Linked DNA regions of Rattus norvegicus: regions 1 and 3 are each linked to region 2. Evidence: chromatin contacts called from public Hi-C data. All regions are on one chromosome and are shown on one strand. Each heading gives the region's core, a stretch centred on a gene start, on an enhancer-like site or on the middle of the called end of the contact. The rest is flanking DNA. Distances are from core to core; before and after follow the strand shown. Region 1 has its middle 59 kb from the start of Gmds. Region 2 overlaps LOC108348555 (a long non-coding RNA gene). Region 3 overlaps Gmds (GDP-mannose 4, 6-dehydratase).

The links. A called contact is a pair of places that touch in the nucleus more often than the background predicts.
Region 1: a contact with region 2 is called in a Hi-C map of the A7r5 cell line, with 5 times the contacts expected there. The contact joins two enhancer-like sites. A contact is called at or near these places in 7 of 12 Hi-C or Micro-C datasets (the A7r5 cell line, Schwann cells, frontal cortex and 4 more).
Region 3: a Hi-C map of the A7r5 cell line shows a contact between it and region 2, with 4 times the contacts expected there. The contact joins two enhancer-like sites. A contact is called at or near these places in 5 of 12 Hi-C or Micro-C datasets (the A7r5 cell line, the Rat2 cell line, Schwann cells and 2 more).

The regions. Positions count from the first base shown.
Region 1 is chr17:32,243,482-32,246,181 of GRCr8, reverse strand. No RefSeq gene overlaps it. Among named protein-coding and RNA genes, the nearest start is that of Gmds, 59 kb to the left of the region's middle. Within about 2 kb of position 1,286, at least 4 of the 93 cell types and tissues checked have an H3K27ac peak or open chromatin away from gene starts, as enhancers often do. A contact at or near this core is called in the A7r5 cell line, where this site is marked.
Region 2 is chr17:31,981,560-31,984,259 of GRCr8, reverse strand. LOC108348555 (a long non-coding RNA gene) reads right to left here. Exons shown (of 3, transcript XR_001841989.3): 3 at 1,827-2,001. Among named protein-coding and RNA genes, the nearest start is that of Mylk4, 110 kb to the right of the region's middle. Within about 2 kb of position 1,324, at least 3 of the 93 cell types and tissues checked have an H3K27ac peak or open chromatin away from gene starts, as enhancers often do. A contact at or near this core is called in the A7r5 cell line, where this site is marked.
Region 3 is chr17:32,411,354-32,414,053 of GRCr8, reverse strand. The region is part of intron 4 of Gmds (GDP-mannose 4, 6-dehydratase); the gene reads right to left. Among named protein-coding and RNA genes, the nearest start is that of Gmds, 110 kb to the right of the region's middle. Within about 2 kb of position 1,358, at least 5 of the 93 cell types and tissues checked have an H3K27ac peak or open chromatin away from gene starts, as enhancers often do. A contact at or near this core is called in the A7r5 cell line, where this site is marked.

The DNA.
Region 1 (2,700 bases), core at 37-2,536, 260 kb before region 2:
AGTCTTGTCTTTCTCAATCTTTATGGATTTTGATGGAAAAAATACAGATATTCTTTAGTTCAGGATGATATTTGATCCTAATATGTATTGTTAAGTACAAAGCTTACAGAATATTCCCAACTTACCAGGCACCAAGCTCAGCTTTCCTCACTGAAGTCTGGCCATAGTTAGGCAAAGTTACCTAGCTGAAAGCCTTTGTAATCATAAAATTCCATGTAACTCACTAAGCACAAAACCAAGTTGACTGTTTGGTACAATTTTGCAGCACAATAGAACTGGGGGAAAAGCTTCAGTTGAACTAAATGAGGAGTTGCCTATCTGGACTTCTCATGGCAACTTGCGTTCTATAAGTTAGTTTTCCCCTGAAGACTGCCTCTGGGTGTCATTCACGAGCTCACAATGGTTTTCACATCCTTGAGCGGGGAAGCGTCTACTCTGCCTCCAGGTTCCCAAAGCCTAAGATGCTTACTATTTAACCCATTAAGAAAAGTTTGCTAGCTGGCTGGTCAAGAGGAGGTGAATACCTCAGCAATGCCTTTCCAGGGGCCTGGTAAAGCAAAGTGAAAGCTCTGGTTATGAAAAAGACGAGTAGACATATCCCTATGATAAAGCAGTATTTACATTTACATGTGTCTTTGACGATACGATGGGCAGGGGGTTATCTTGTGGGTGTGATTCAAAGTCACGATGTCTGAAATTGTTCCAATTAGCAAGCGAAGAAAACAAAGCGAAGTAAAATACAGATAAAGACCTGTCAAATGAAAATACAAACGATGGAGAAGTCTGGGGGAAGATCCGATTTGAATCGCTGTAATGGGTACGCCGGGTACATAATTCCGGAGCCATAGGGTCTGTTTCAACCTGTCGAGGTCCGCCATGTATGAGTGCTTCACATCCACATGTTGTTCAGTGTTTTGCTCTTAGGAAAGTTCCCATGCAGTTCAGAGGCCCTGTCCTGGGCAAGGTAAACAGTGATGCTTTGCTAACTGTGGAACAGATAAAGTGTCTATCCATTTAACTAGCGCTTGGAAAGCAAACATGTCCCATCAATTCAATGTCATGCCCAGAGCCAAGAGAAATAGACGGATCATCAAGCTTTTACAAAGGGAGTTCACAGTAGTCTCTGATACGATGGAACAATATCTTTGAAAGTTTCAAAACACAGATAAGATGAACTCATTTGTATTTCTTGGGAATTACTCTTTTGAAACAGTAAGTTCCAGCCAGATTTAGGGTGTTCTGGTACGCAGTCAATACTGCCACCTGCTGGCTGGATCGAGGAGGGCTATTTTGTCAACCTCACAAAAAACGTGACGAAACTGAGTCACTTGGTAGGATGGTTTAAGCTGTTGTTCCCACATTTAAACTCTCTTATTTTCCTTGACAATAGTGTTCATGGAATTATACCCTATATTAGACTGTTCTTTCACTTGTGAATGTGTGTTTACCACACATGCTCATAGAACGTTTCTGATGAGCTTATTATAAACTTACTGGTTATGAATCTTTGTGGTGCTGCTGCCTTAATTTTTCTTCCGTTTCCTTCTTCCACTCCCTAACCTCCTCCTCGTCTCTTTTAAAGAGTCAAGGTCCAGTTTGGCTGGCCATGTCGGATTTGTGTTCTTGGGATGAAGTATCGTCCAGTGGAGCTGGGACTGTAGATATTCATCACTGTCTGGCTGTTCATTAAACCACAGGCACACGTGCACATGCACAAGTAGTAGAGACAAATGGAGGAAAAGAAGTGAAACTCACATCAACCCAAGAAAATTTCTGTAATGGTGGCAGGACTCATTACCTGTTTAGTAGAAGGAATGTCTTCATTATATAAGTTCTTCAGTGACATGGAGTATTATTTTAATGGTGTTAACAATGATTTAATCATAAAGGCATTGTGCGTTTATCTGTGTGTATTCTTCATGAACATTTCTTCTCACAGATACGTTTGGATCTCATTTGATTCTGAATAGACAGCTGAACCAAATGTTTTTCCTGCTCTTTCTGTAGTGTGGCTTCACATTTGCTCCGTCTTTGAATGGAGCGCTTGTGAACAACAGAAACTGCCCTGGAAAGGGCTAGCAAGCAAGATCTCTGGAGCCCCAACATCTGCAAAAGCTGTTCAAAGCCTTGAAGAAGCAGTGGTGGATCCTGGGTCAGAGGTCGACCTCTTGTGTAACACCCAACAGGCTCTTGATCCTGTCCTCAGCACCATCACCCACAGACATACACAAAAGAAACTCAGACTGGAGGACAAGCATCAACAGTTGACTTAGACGGCTCTCTCCCCCCCCCCCCTGTCCCTCTCCCTGTCCCTCTCCCTGTCCCTCTCCCTCTCTCCCTCCCTCCCTCTCTCTCTCCCTCTCCCTCTCCCTCTCCCTCTCCCTCTCCCTGTCCCTGTCCCTCTCCCTCTCCCTGTCCCTCTCCCTGTCCCTCTCCCTCTCCCCCTCCCTCCCCCTCCCTCCCCCCCCTCTCTCTCTCCCCCTCTCTCTCTCTCCCCCTCTCTCTCTCTCCCCCTCTCTCTCTCTCTCTGAACTATACCTGTAGGCTTTCTTACAAACAGCACATGTAAATCCTTCAGTGCACAGAACTTAAAGACACAGAACCAAAGACACCAGAGCCTTTACTCAAGAGTCAGAAATTCAGAATTTCAAGTTAAAAATAAAAAATGAAACAATCTCCACTTGAGCAATGGTTCTCAAA
Region 2 (2,700 bases), core at 75-2,574:
CTTGCAACCCAAAATTCTTCTTCTCTTATCAGGGCTCTGTCAGTTCTGTTCAGGATTATTAAGTCATTAGTCAATGTGCATTAAAATCAAATCACAACCTCTTCCACTGGGACCTCACAAATATTCCATAGCCAAGTAATAGTTCATGTCTCTCCTCTGACTCAGAAAAGGAAATCGTAACACAACACATTTTGCTCAATAGTAAAAACAAAGCCATGTTCGCCGAGGCTCTGGGTGCCAAGTATTGTAAACTCACTCAGCTCTGCCTTCAGCTGCCTGTGGGGTTGTTTACTGACATTTCAGAAAGGAGAAGGGACCTTCAGCATGGCTGCGGGTGTGGAGTTGTTTGTTTCTTGTAACTGATGAAACTTTACCTAGACTTTTTTCTTCTTATATTTGTGTCTTTCTGTCTTTCTTTCTGCCTGCCTGCCTGTCCTTCTGCCCATCCATCCATCCATCCATCCATCCATCCATCCATCTATTTATTTTTGGGGCTGTCTTTGAACTCACAATCTTCTGCCCTAGTCTCCCAAATACTGGAATAACCAGAAGGTGCACACTCATTCTTCATCCCTGAATGCGCACAGAGGATGGCATTTAGGTCGAGTTGTTACTTTATTTTACCGAATCTATGAAGCATTTTTTTTTTAATGAGAGGAAACCATGAAAATAAGAGGGGAGGAACCCAAGGTTCCAAATCTGAAGTCTGACTTCAGATTCCAAAACTATGCCATCAGCTGTGGCCTGCATGAGTCACAGAGCTATCGGGGACCTCAGTTTCTACATCTACAGAATGGGTGCAATAGTACTTATCTCCTCGGATTATCTGAAATGTGTACTCAATGATTTATGTTCCAGACATCTAGACGCAGGCTCAGAAAGTGGTGAAGGTTTTCAACCAACTGCTTTTAAACACTCCCAAGTCATCAGAGAGACTCACTTTCCACACACTTGCTCCTCTCAGGGTAGACAACCCCAGGAAAGTTTGGTGCTACTCTCTAATGCTCTGACATGGGTTGAAAGGGCGTCAGGGAGGCTATGGGCATGGGCGGAGAATGTTCTTGCCACACATCCAGGTTTTAGTATGTGCACCAACCTGAGTCACAAGTGCATACCCCCGCACAGCACTCCAGGCCATCTTCCCCTGCCAATGCCACCCACCGAGGCCCGAGCCAGGTGGCTGTGACTCAAACCTGTCTTCGTTTTGACTTGGCACCACAGAGCTTTTGAATGGAGTCCACGAATGCATGAGACAAAAATAGGCTAGGTAGCCCTCACCAGGCCTTCATTGTTGAGGGATGACGGTTAGCTGGTGGTTACACAACCGAAACCTGGGCCCACCATGGAAACGCCAGCTCAACCATACACAAGGCCGAGCTCTCTGCCCACGGCACACTCCTTTGTTCTCCTTTTTCTCCACCACCCCCCACCTTCCATTCTTCCGAATCCAATTGTTAGAAAGTTGACAGGTGAGCTGGTGACAAATCTCCTTGGAAAGCTTTCCTGTCTTCAGATTAAAGTCCTAAGAAGAATGGGGCGCCTCAGTGAGGTGTCGTCTATATCCAGATCCCAGTGTGGGGGGAGGGGTACGGACATCACACCATTCTACACCCTCCGGCTAATCTTATTTCTCTGGGGCCTCAGTTGTCCTTTCTGTCATCGCACTGCAGGAACCCACTAATTGTTTTTATTGTGCCATCACCTCTTCCTGGTGACTTTTCCCCATCGCCTCTTACAATTTTGTAGTAGAGAGAGATTCCTTTCAATACACTGGCCTTGTTTTTAAATGTTAAAATGCTGGTCTTGTTTAAGTCAGAACATATTTTACATGGCTCACAACAATGTCTTTTTTAATAGCCATAATTTGCCCCTTGCTCTAACCCAATTTTCAGGCTGCCTGCTGGTGCTGGGAGACAGAGGCCTGAAGCATCCTTTGAGGCTTCTTATTCTGACTGGGCTCTAGATGTCCTTCTGGGCTGTGACTTCTCCCTCTTCCCTCTGCTTCATGAGACAGAAGAGGAAGAACAAGAACAGGATAGAACTCGGATCCCCTCAGTGCCCCAGTCCTCAGTCTTTAACCCGTTTCAGCCAGGCCACCTGTCACTCTTGGGCAAGGACAGCAAGAAGTGCACAGAGGCCCCCGTGCTACACATTCGCTCGGCTGGCAGGAACTGTGGAATGAAGGTGGACGTACTCCATGTGTCTGGCCCCTGGCTGCTCATCCGCCCTGCCTTGCTCACAAAGTCGGCAAAGCAATGGCCAGAGACTAATACTTTGGAGCCAGTGGCAGTATACATCCCAGTTCCTATGTTTATATCCTTGGCTACATAGCCTTGAACATCTGACCTACAGTTGTTTTCATCTTGAAAACAATGAAGCTAGTACCCACCTTGGTGGAGGGCCGTCAGAACTGCCCGAGCTTAAATAACGCGGCCTGGTTGTAGAGCTAGGAGGCTTGGGTCAAATAGCTCTGGAGGATCCCTGATCTTTTTGGTCCTGCAGAGCAACCTGCCAGTTCCAGTCTCTTGTTATCTGTTGACTCTAACCTCTCTGCCAGTTTGATCAGGCTTTCCTTTTTATTAGCCCATCAACATAGGCATCTCTGATTTGCACCACTAATGACTAGTGCCCCAGTCCTCAGTCTATAATCCCTTGCATTTATCCTTAAAAAGACTCACTGGTACGCACACCACCCCAGTC
Region 3 (2,700 bases), core at 109-2,608, 430 kb before region 2:
AGGTTTAACTGCTTTTAATAACTGGTACATTGCAGTCATCCCTCACTTTCTCCCATGTAAGATCCAATCAGCCTTTCAATGAACTACTTCATGAGTCATAATTTTACTGTTTATGATTCAGAAAAATGTCTTCAGTCAGTATTTCCCAGACTGCTATGGGCTCATTCCAAGAAGCAATTTCATCTTCATTGGTTTCCTACAGGAAGCCAGACCAGCTTCCTATTATTTTATTTTCCTTACTTTTAGCAATACCTTGGCCCACATCAGATTAACTGGAAGTGTGAGTGATAGAGAGTTTATTCTGCACAACATGAGGCCAACACAAACATTGTCCAGTCTAGAAGTCAAGAATTCAAAATTAAACACAAAATGTGCTAATATTAGACCATCTTTCAAAATATTACAAAAAGCATGTTATTTTAAGTTAATCTTACTGAACATATTATACCGGTCAGAAACAAATTTTTATTTAATTTTTTATGAACAGTAAATTTCTTAAAGATATTAACATAATTTACAACAAAGTAATATTTTAATCACTTGATAATAACAAAACATACCAAAATCTGAACCCATAAATGCAGCTTAGAGTGATCAGAGGGCTCTAAGCTCACTGGCTGGCAAGGAAAGCTGAGGACACTCCAGCCTGAGCCAACCCCCTTCTTGGAGTCTGCTACCCACAGCTAACGATCAACTTGCCTTAGCTTACAGCACAGAGATATAAAAAAGTGTGGGTTTTAAAAAACACAGATTGTACTCATGTTTTATCTTGAAATATAAGGAGGATTTTGTAAGGTATGAATCTCCCAGGCTACACACTACCTGGAAAGAGAATTGAGTGTGAAGAAGTGGTGCATACGAGACCCACTCCCGCCTTTTTCAACTATCACAATTCTTGATTGTCGGTGTCATAGTGATTTAAAATCTCACACTGTCATGAACTGGTGATTAGTACGGCTAATTTTCATCTGACTCAGAAGCTGGTACATTGAAAAGACAAAGTCTAAGATGAATGCACTTAAAGCAACTGTACAAATGAACCAAGACACCCAATGTTTCCCAAAGTGTGGCTCCCAGACTAAGCTTAAGGACCAACTGGACACTTCCTAAAAATCAAAGTTCTCACCCTCACTCTGAACTTCAGAAATCAAAGAGTCTGGGAAAGAGGCCTAGCAATTTTGAGGGACACTGACCTAATCTTTACTATGTTGTTCTCTCCTCCTTCCAACAGGAAATTCCTTGAAAAGAATTGACTCATTTTACACTTTCCTTGTAACTCAACTACTAAAACCCCTGTGCTGAATCTGTTTTAGCTCCATCACATCTACTTCAGACCACTTCTTTAAAAAGTACTTAGTCAGATATGGGGTATGGCTGAGTCATAGAGCACGCATCACCATGCATGAGGCCCTGGTTTCCAACCCTAGCAATGCAAAAAGCAAACAAACAGAAATATTACAAGTTGATCTTCAGCCTTACTGCCAAGGCTTTCCTGGTTCTCTATGCTCTTCTTCCTAGAAAGACCTACTTTCTTAACTTCCAACACGTAAGTCCACCCACTGCCCCTTGTCTCCTTGGTTCTTGCTATCCTACTTTGCTTCCCCATACCCTTTATGATGCAAGTTCCCCGCAGGTTTCTATCTTCCTTTCTCCAGCTACCACCTTAAGGAATCTGAGAACTCATTTTACAATATGTTATCTGAGTGTTCTCCAAGTGCTGGTAGTAAAGTCTTTCATAGTTGTCGCATCAACTGACTGGTCTCTGGGCACGAGGGCTTTCCCTCCTCTCCAGAGACCACAGAAGGGTCCACTCATTCCACCAGGTGATCTATTCTATCCTTATCTACTTTACAAAGCCCCACACTCCCATAACATCTATGTCCTTGCAACCTCACCTGTGGATTCCAGCCTCTAATAGTCATGCCTGGAAAAATAGAACAAACACTCCTCTGTAGAAAACAGGATAAACTCTCAAACACAAAAGCCTAAGGCTTTCCTTCATCATGGGGAAACACTGAAAATCCCTAGGAAAATAGCTCCGCCTGCAGAATGTAAAGACCCTCACACTAAGAACAGATAACATACACTGACCAAAAGATTAAGGAACCAAGAGGGTTAAGATGAGCTCTATCATATGTTTAGCATATATGAGGTACTGCTCAACACCAAAAAAAGCAGGAAAAAAGGAAAAAGTAATGAGAAAGATAGGGGGTTAGTGGTTTTGTTTTGTTGCTGTTTTCTAAACAGCATCTAGGCAGGTAAAAAATGTTTTTGTAAATCTTCAGGCCTGTCTTAAAATAAAAAATGGGCTAATCTCAAATTTAGTAGTAGTAGTAGTAGCAGTAGTAGTAATGAGTAGTAATAGTAGCATGCAGCAGCAGCAGCAGTAGTAAATATGGACAATTATTTGTTTTTTCTGTTAAGACATATTTAATTTAAGTGAATGAGTTTTTTGCCCCTGGTGCCTCAGGACGTAAGAGGGTGTTAAATTCCCTGAGACTGAAGCTACAAGTGTTTGTGCGTTATCATGTGGGTGCTGGATGCCATATCCAAGTCCTCCCTCTTCAAAAGCAGTCAGTGCTCTTACCTGCTAAGTACAAAGACTTGGCAACCCAAGGACTGACTCTCAATTTTCAAATTTTGCTGTTTTATGACTAGGTTTATTCCATTGTTCATTAGACTTGGGCCCTAATTCCAGCC